2 separate regions of the Oryctolagus cuniculus genome follow, and region 1 is linked to region 2. A link is a contact called in public Micro-C data. All regions are on one chromosome and are shown on one strand. The core of a region is the stretch at or near the end of the contact, and the rest is flanking DNA. Distances in the headings are between cores, read along the strand shown.

Region 1 (3,951 bases), core at 5-2,504, 230 kb before region 2:
CAGACACGGACACACACACACGCACAGGTATCACTGAGGAGACTCACAGACACACACACGTATCGCTGAGGACTCTCACGGACACACACACACACACACACGGGTATCACTGAGGAGACTCACAGACACACACACGCACAGGTATCGCTGAGGACTCTCACAGACACAGACACACACACACACACACACACAGGGGTATTGCTGAGGAGACTCTCACAGACACACACACGCACAGGTATCGCTGAGGACTCTCACAGACACAGACACACACACACACACACACACAGGGGTATTGCTGAGGAGACTCTCACAGACACGGACACACACACACGCACAGGTATCACTGAGGAGACTCACAGACACACACACGTATCGCTGAGGACTCTCACGGACACACACACACACACACACACGGGTATCACTGAGGAGACTCACAGACACACACACGCACAGGTATCGCTGAGGACTCTCACACACACACACACACGGGTATCGCTGAGGAGACTCACACAGACACACGCACAGGTATCGCTGAGGACTCTCACGGGGACACACACACACACACACACACACACACACACACACACACACACACACACACGGGTATCGCCGAGGAAACTGAAAGGGACGCGCCGCCCGGGACGGCTCCGTAACGGGGCGGGAAGCCGCCGGAACCACCCGGAACCTCACCTCGCTTCACCAACGGGTTCTCCCCAACGCCAGAAGCCGACGGTAAGCAGCGAGGTCAGGCGCGGCGCACTTCACTCTCGGGTCTCTCCCGGCCCCGAGAGCCCACAAACTCACTTCCTGCCGACGCCACGCACAGCCGCCCCCCGCCCGCCGCGTCCCAGCCCCGCAGCTCCGGATCTACGGCCTGGCCTTCCCACCTAGCGCCCGCGCCTTCCCCGCACCCCGCGGCTCCCCGGACTCGGCCAGCCTCAGCAACTCCTCTGCCTGGGGCACCCCACGCCCTCCAGGTCAGAAACCCCGCGGCTCCGGCCTCGCCCTCGCGGACGGTGTGTCCGTCCAGCACGCCCAGAGTTTTGACTCGCTCCCAAAACACCCCAAACGCGGGTTTCTGTAAAGGTTCGAGAACCGAACCCCCAGTTATGCTCTCAGACTCCGCCCCCTTCTCTGCAGCCCGGGCAACACTCGGGGCCGGCGCCTCCGAGCGGCGCCGTTGGTTGACGAAGCAGCACCTGATTGGCCGCCGCGCCCCCGCGAGCCGCGATTGGCCGAGGGCCGGCCGGCTCCTCCCCTCGCCCCCGCCTCCGGCCTGCGGCCACCCGTGTGTCCTCGCGCCGCTCGTCCGCGCGCAGCCTGGCAGTTTGCCTCTTCCTCGTCCTCCAGCCTTCGCCCATGGCCACCGCCGCGACCGAGGAGCCCTTCCCTTTCCACGGTCTCCTGCCAAAGAAAGAGACCGGGGCCGCCTCCTTCCTCTGCCGCTACCCGGAATATGACGGGCGCGGGGTGCTCATCGCGGTCCTGGACACGGGGGTCGACCCGGGGGCTCCGGGCATGCAGGTGAGTCAGCCCCGGAGGGCCCGGGCGCGGGCGGCCGGGGACGCCGGGGAGGACGCGGCCTCGGAGCCCGCTCAGGCCGGGGCCCCGCTCTGCGGCCGTGCCCAGGCCGGGGTGGGCAGCGCCGAGAGCCACCATGGCCCGCCCAGGGGACCCGGCTGCGCCCAGGTGTCGGGGGCGAGGGCCGTGGTGCCGCTGGCCAGACAAAAGCGGCGAGCCTGGCGTGGCTGGCGTGGGGAGCCCGGGTCCGCCTGGGCGCTGCCAGGCCGGACACCTCAGGGCGCCAGCCCCCCACCCCCGCGCCGTCGTCTCGGGCACCGGTCCCTGCCAGAATCTTGCAGGTTTTTTTTTTTTTTAATCCCGGATCTGGGGAATGGGGCAGAAGACCCTCCGAGAACTTGATTGCCATGGCTGTGATTTGGGGGATTGGGTTTTTTGGGGAAGAGGAGTTTGAACACGAGACCGGGTTTTCGAGACGATCGCTCGGCCCACTTCCGGAATTGTTTCTTGTGGTTGTGTGTATTCTATTTTTAAACAGTCTCCTGCAGTGTGTGTGTGTAGGGTCCTTGACTCTCCTGACTTTGCATTCGTTTTACGTAGGCATCCAGTTTAGTTTGTTTCGGGCGAACTTTTCGTACCTTTGGAAACGATTCTTGTGTGTGTGTGTGTGTTTAATCTGGAAACATAAGACAACGCGCTTTAATTACTACGGTTTTCAAAAATTACTTAGTTTTGCCTTACGCACCTCTAAGATTCGTAGATCAGGGTACCATGTACAAAGGTAATTTTAAAAATGTGTGTCTCTGTTAGAAGCATTCTGTTTTTAAAAGTTTAACTTTGATAAATTTAAGCTTTTGTTGAAATCCACTAGTAAACAACATTTTACTGGTGTTCAGAACTTACCTGCCCGAATCTTCCTCGACTAGTTCTGCTGTATTTTGATCTCTTGTGTTTACCAGTGTTTTCCTCTGTATCTTACTGCCCTTTCTACCATAAACAGTAACGTTTAATAAATCTCTTTCTCCTTACCCCTAATACACCCCTCCTCCGCATCATTTACAGTGCCTTCTGCTAATTGAGGTCGTATTATGGGGGCTTAGGAAAGTGGAAGCCAGTCTGGCCAACTTTGTATAGAAGCCCTCTAGGAATCTTGCTTCCTGGTTTTAGTTCTTCAACACCACGCTCTGGTGCGAGCACCCCACACCCAATGGCGGCCCTGCCAGGCAGCTTTGATGATGAGTTCCCTCCTGGCAACTGTAGTTTTTATAGTCATTGTTGTACTAATAACTCTTAAGACTTAAAACAGTGGCAGCTATCACCTCCTTGAGGCTTTATTACAGACTAGCAATGCCTTCCATTCTGCTGTGGCCTGTGTTTACATTTTATAGGGATAAGTGGGAGGAGAACAGCTGGGGTGTGCGGCTCACTGGTTCTGTTGTCAGGTTAATAAAAGAGTATCACAAAAATTTAGAGAAATACAGCTCAGTAGATATTTGTAGAATTTCCAGATCTGTTTATCAGGTTACTCTGTTACTCTGTCAAGTACCAGTGATTTTCATGCTGCGGTATTGTTATGAAAATTGATTGAGATTAATTACATGTGACTTTTTAAAATGCTTGAGAAAAGCATTAAATAAACAGTTTTTTTAAAAAGCAAGGATATTCAGTAGGAATTTATGCTGGCTCCTTAATCATCAACTCTCTGAAGGGTGAATGTGTTAGATATTTACGTGTAAAAACATGTAAGTATTGAAACAATAAAATGTTGAAGTCAAATGAAAGCATAACTCTTTGGATAGCTATTTTTAAAACGATTTATTTATTTATTTATTTGAAGGAGTTAGAGGGGGGAAAGAGACAGTAAAAGAGGAGAGAGAGTTTCCACCCACTGATTCATTCCCCATGTTATTCACAGCAGCCAAGGCTGGGCCTTCGGACAATTTTTTCTGAGATAGTGACCTGACTACCTCCAATTAAAAGAAATTCAGCAAGGTAGACTGAACTTATGAGCCTAAGTGACATCTTTCTTTTTTTCTTGTTTTGTTTTGTTTTTGAGAGGCAGAGAGAGCAGGCTCCCATTCACTAGTTCACTCCCCAAATGCCCAGACCAGAGCTGAGAGCTGGAAATTCAATCCAGGTCTCTGACATGACTGGCAGAAGCCCAAGTACTTAAACCATCACCACTGCCTCCCAGAGTCTGCATTGGTGGGAAGCTATAGTTGGGAGCCAAACCTGGGTACTCCAGTGTGGGCTTCAAGCTTCTTAACCACTAAGTTAAGTGCCCAATCCCTGAGTGACTTACTAAGGATTTTTGCCCTTTACAAAGTTATTTTGTAGTTTCATGTATACATCATTAACACATTATGTTCCTAGTTTTCAATTATGCAAATATTTCAACTAAATTGGCACAGGTGCAGAGTTACCATACAT
Region 2 (3,571 bases), core at 644-3,143:
GTGAATTATTATAATTTCTGTTCAAATTTGTCTCTTTTTCACTAGAACTCCTATTTGGTTTTCAAGAAGGAAACACCTCTTTTTTCTTTCAGTGAAAAACAGTGAAGTTGTTTTTGCTGAGAGAATAATATATATCATCTTATTCAAATACAGCTGTTATAAAATTATGTTCCCAATTACCTTTTAAGATATATGGAGATTGCGCCACATGTTGACCTTGGAATTTAACTTCGATCTTCAGATTCCTGTAGCTTGCGTACATCCTGTATCTCACTATGAAGGACCCATCCTTCCTGTCTAACACCTGGACTCCAACTCGCGTGAACTGCTCATCCGGTGCTGAGATTTTCACCTGGAACACCTTTTCACCCGGAGAATAGGTAAAGCTGTGATGGGAAAAGCAACAAAATACGATTGTCAGCACGCTCTTCAGTCTGTAAACCTCTGCTCTCCTCCACACTCTCCCGCTAACATACACTAGCTGGCGCTCCCAGGCTTGTAGCTCCAGAATGAATATGATGAATCGAGATGCTACAGTTTCACTACACAATCGTAAGGGAATACTTTCAGAAAACTAATCTCTGTAAGCATGACCCATGCTGATGTAGTCTCTAGATAAAAGCATTCTCATTAAATTCCTATTTATCTCATGCCCACCACATCTGGAAATCTCTAATCACATGGTGCTTCCGAAGACGATCTTACTTTGAAAAATCTCCCTTAATGATTCTTCAAGATGACAGTATAAGTCATGCTCTGTCAGGGGCAAAAACAAAGGCGGAAATGCTTCTAGCACCGTGGTGACAATGTGTCAAAACACTTTCCCAGTGCTCATGCTCTTTAAGAGGGCATTTCGTTTTTCCAACACGTTGTACAACAAAATCTTCTTTTCTTCGCTTTGGAAAACATTTCATTCCCAAGAGGTTTTCCCTATAAAGTATCCATGGTCAGCATCCACCAATCATGGCAATCATTTCAGAAGCCGGTGAAGTATATAAGTAAGTTTAGGTACAATCAATGCATTGAACTCGTTAGGATGGGATACGTGTGTGGTGCAATCACACAGGAGACAGATGCTTTCCTTCCAAGTTTTAAACAGAAGTTCCTTTTGTGGATGTCCACCTGAAAACTGAGGGACACGTGAAACCGACCAAGTCTCTAACTCCCGGCCTTAAACTCCTTATAACGGAACAGCAGCTGGAAAGGGTAATTCCAGCCAACTGGAGGGGCTTTGTCTTGCCTTGAGAATGCGCGAGCCCCGCTAAAATGGCTAGGAGAAGAGCTGATTATATACGGCGGCACACTGCATACGAACGACTGTTAGAATCCGTAGTCGACCGGGACCGGCAGACCAGCTGTGCGCAGCGGCCGAAGGTACCGGAACGCACACTGCGGAGCGGGAAGGAGCACTTGGGCAGACAAAACGCGATGGGAGAGTCGGTCTCCACCGCAATCCGAAAGGTTAGGGGGCCGCGTCTCTACTTACGGGTTCCCTGACGCGTCCACCGCCTGGATATAGAAATAGCGGGCGGGAAGAACGACCTGTGCGTTTAGCCCGGGCCCCCATACTCGGCTCTGGTCCGGGCTCAGTCGCCTCTCTCCGCCGCTCTCGGCCAGCGCGGGCACCGTCCCCAGAAAGCAGCAGTGAAGCAGCAAAATGCTAAACATTTACAAGACGGACTCTCGGGGAAGATCCACGGGTAAATGACGCGCGAGTCAGGGCCGCAGCGCCCGCGTGGCCAGGGGAGGACGCCCGTCGCTCGGCCGAGCACCGCGCGGCTCCACTTCCCCGGGACGAGGGCGACAGGCTGGGGCCGCGGCCGCCCCGGAGCCCCGCTCGGGGGCGAAGCCGTGTCGGGTTGCAGCCAGGGCACCACGCGCGGCGATTGGCCCGCGCGTCGGGCCGGGCTGAGCGAGGCCTGCGCCGAGTGGGTGGCGCCGTGCGTCCGCGCCGCGCCTGCGCTCCCTGGGATGTGTAGTTTTCCGTGGGTTGACTTTTCGGCCCCCGCGTGCGGGGAACAGAGAGGCATCCCGCGGATGCTCCGTGGAGGGGCGCGCGGCCCTGCAGGCTCCGCTGCGCTGCGGGGTCTTTTTAGTCGCCGCGTCCTCCGCACGCGCCGAGGGCAGGTATAAAACGCGAGCCGAGGCAGGTGTCGCCCATGCTGCCCGACCACCCGTCGCCGGGCACCGCAGACCAAGGCGCGGACCCCGCGCGCTCCCATGGGACCAGCGACGCCAGCCCCAGGGCAGCCGGAGGCGCGGGCGACGCGCTGGAAGCCGTGAGCCAGGTCCGGAGCCGCAGGCCCGAGGTACCCGGGGCGGGCGCACGGCCGGGCCCGCTGCCCTTGGTGCTTTGGACGCAGCTGCCGCCTTTCTGAGGCCTGTCTGCGTCCTAGTGGAAGCCACTGCCTCGGTGCCCATCTTCCTGGGGCGCAAGGCGGTAGAGGAGCACCAGGCGGAGAGGGGCGAGTGCCTTCGCGAACAAAGCTCGGCTTGGAAGTGCCCAGGGGACACCCACGGCCCCGTCTCCACGCCACGTGCGGCGGGGCCTGGGAGTCTAGCAGCATCGAGCGGTCTCCCCTGTGCGCCCGGGGCCACCGCTCCCCGTGCCCCACCGGCCGCGGGGAGCCTCCGGCGCTCCGCCTCGCGGCGACCCCAGTCTTCCGGCCGGGAGCCGTGGAGGAGAGCCCAGGGGCGCCTGCGACCCTCGGCCCGCGCGGGGGACTGGGGACGCCTGGCCCTGGCGAGGTCCGCGGGGCGCTCGGGCGGGGAGGCCCACGGCCTTGGGGGCGCAACCGGGCGCCGCCCCCGCACACACGCACTCTGCAGGGCGGGCAGCGGCCTGCGCGACTGTCGCCCCCGCCTCCGCCTCGGCGACCACCTAGCCTGGCCGCGGAGCGGGCGCTGGGACCTCGGCCGGCCTCCCCCGGAGCCTGGGCCGGAGGCGGGCGTCGCGTCCCGGTATCCTTTCCTAAGCCGGCGGCCTCTGCCCTGGGGAGAAGCAGGGCAGGGGGCCTGGCGGGCGTCGGGGAGGGAGGGAGGCCCGGCTGGACTCTGCTTTCGCCCCTAGGCCCGTAGTGTGCCCTTAGTAAGTCACAGAGCACAGGTCCCATTTGTCATCTGTGGAAGGCTTTGCTGGGGACTTCCGAAGATGTTTAGTTCTCCGAAGAACTCCATACTAAAGAATGCAGGCTTCCAGTAGAGATAATGTGCTAAGGACAGGATCTGGGCGGTGAATACTGGTTTTGCTTATTTTGCAGGACGGTTTGTTGCTGTGGCTTTCAAAAATCGCTGCTTCCACGAGGCCTTTAAAAATTGCATTTTCTGAAAATTGGCTTTGCCGATAATTAATACTTTTGTTACTTGCAATGTGGCTTTATGAATAAACCATTCGGTTAGGCTGGCACTTGTTCTTATGAGTGACTCTGTACAGCAGTGCCTCACTTATATGGATAAGGGGGCTCTCAGTCGATCAGAATGAGGGTTTACCGTAATGCTTGGCGCCATGTAATCGCTATAAAAGTGTTTGTTGACTGAGGCGCTCACAAATGGGGATTCTGTAGTCAGCAGG

Evidence for each region. A called contact is a pair of places that touch in the nucleus more often than the background predicts.
Region 1: a Micro-C map of ear pinna shows a contact between it and region 2, with 2.7 times the contacts expected there. The contact joins the promoter of TPP2 here to the promoter of POGLUT2 in region 2. A contact is called at or near these places in 2 of 6 Hi-C or Micro-C datasets (ear pinna and an unstated tissue).

What each region holds. Positions count from the first base shown.
Region 1 is chr9:10,087,030-10,090,980 of mOryCun1.1, reverse strand. It overlaps TPP2 (tripeptidyl peptidase 2), which reads left to right and starts at 1,254. Exons shown (of 29, transcript XR_011378715.1): 1 at 1,254-1,524.
Region 2 is chr9:9,860,944-9,864,514 of mOryCun1.1, reverse strand. POGLUT2 (protein O-glucosyltransferase 2) reads right to left here and starts at 1,893. Exons shown (of 10, transcript XM_002713017.5): 1 at 1,487-1,893; 2 at 181-386. The coding sequence starts at 1,668. It overlaps BIVM (basic, immunoglobulin-like variable motif containing), which reads left to right and starts at 1,372. Exons shown (of 11, transcript XM_070048590.1): 1 at 1,372-1,461.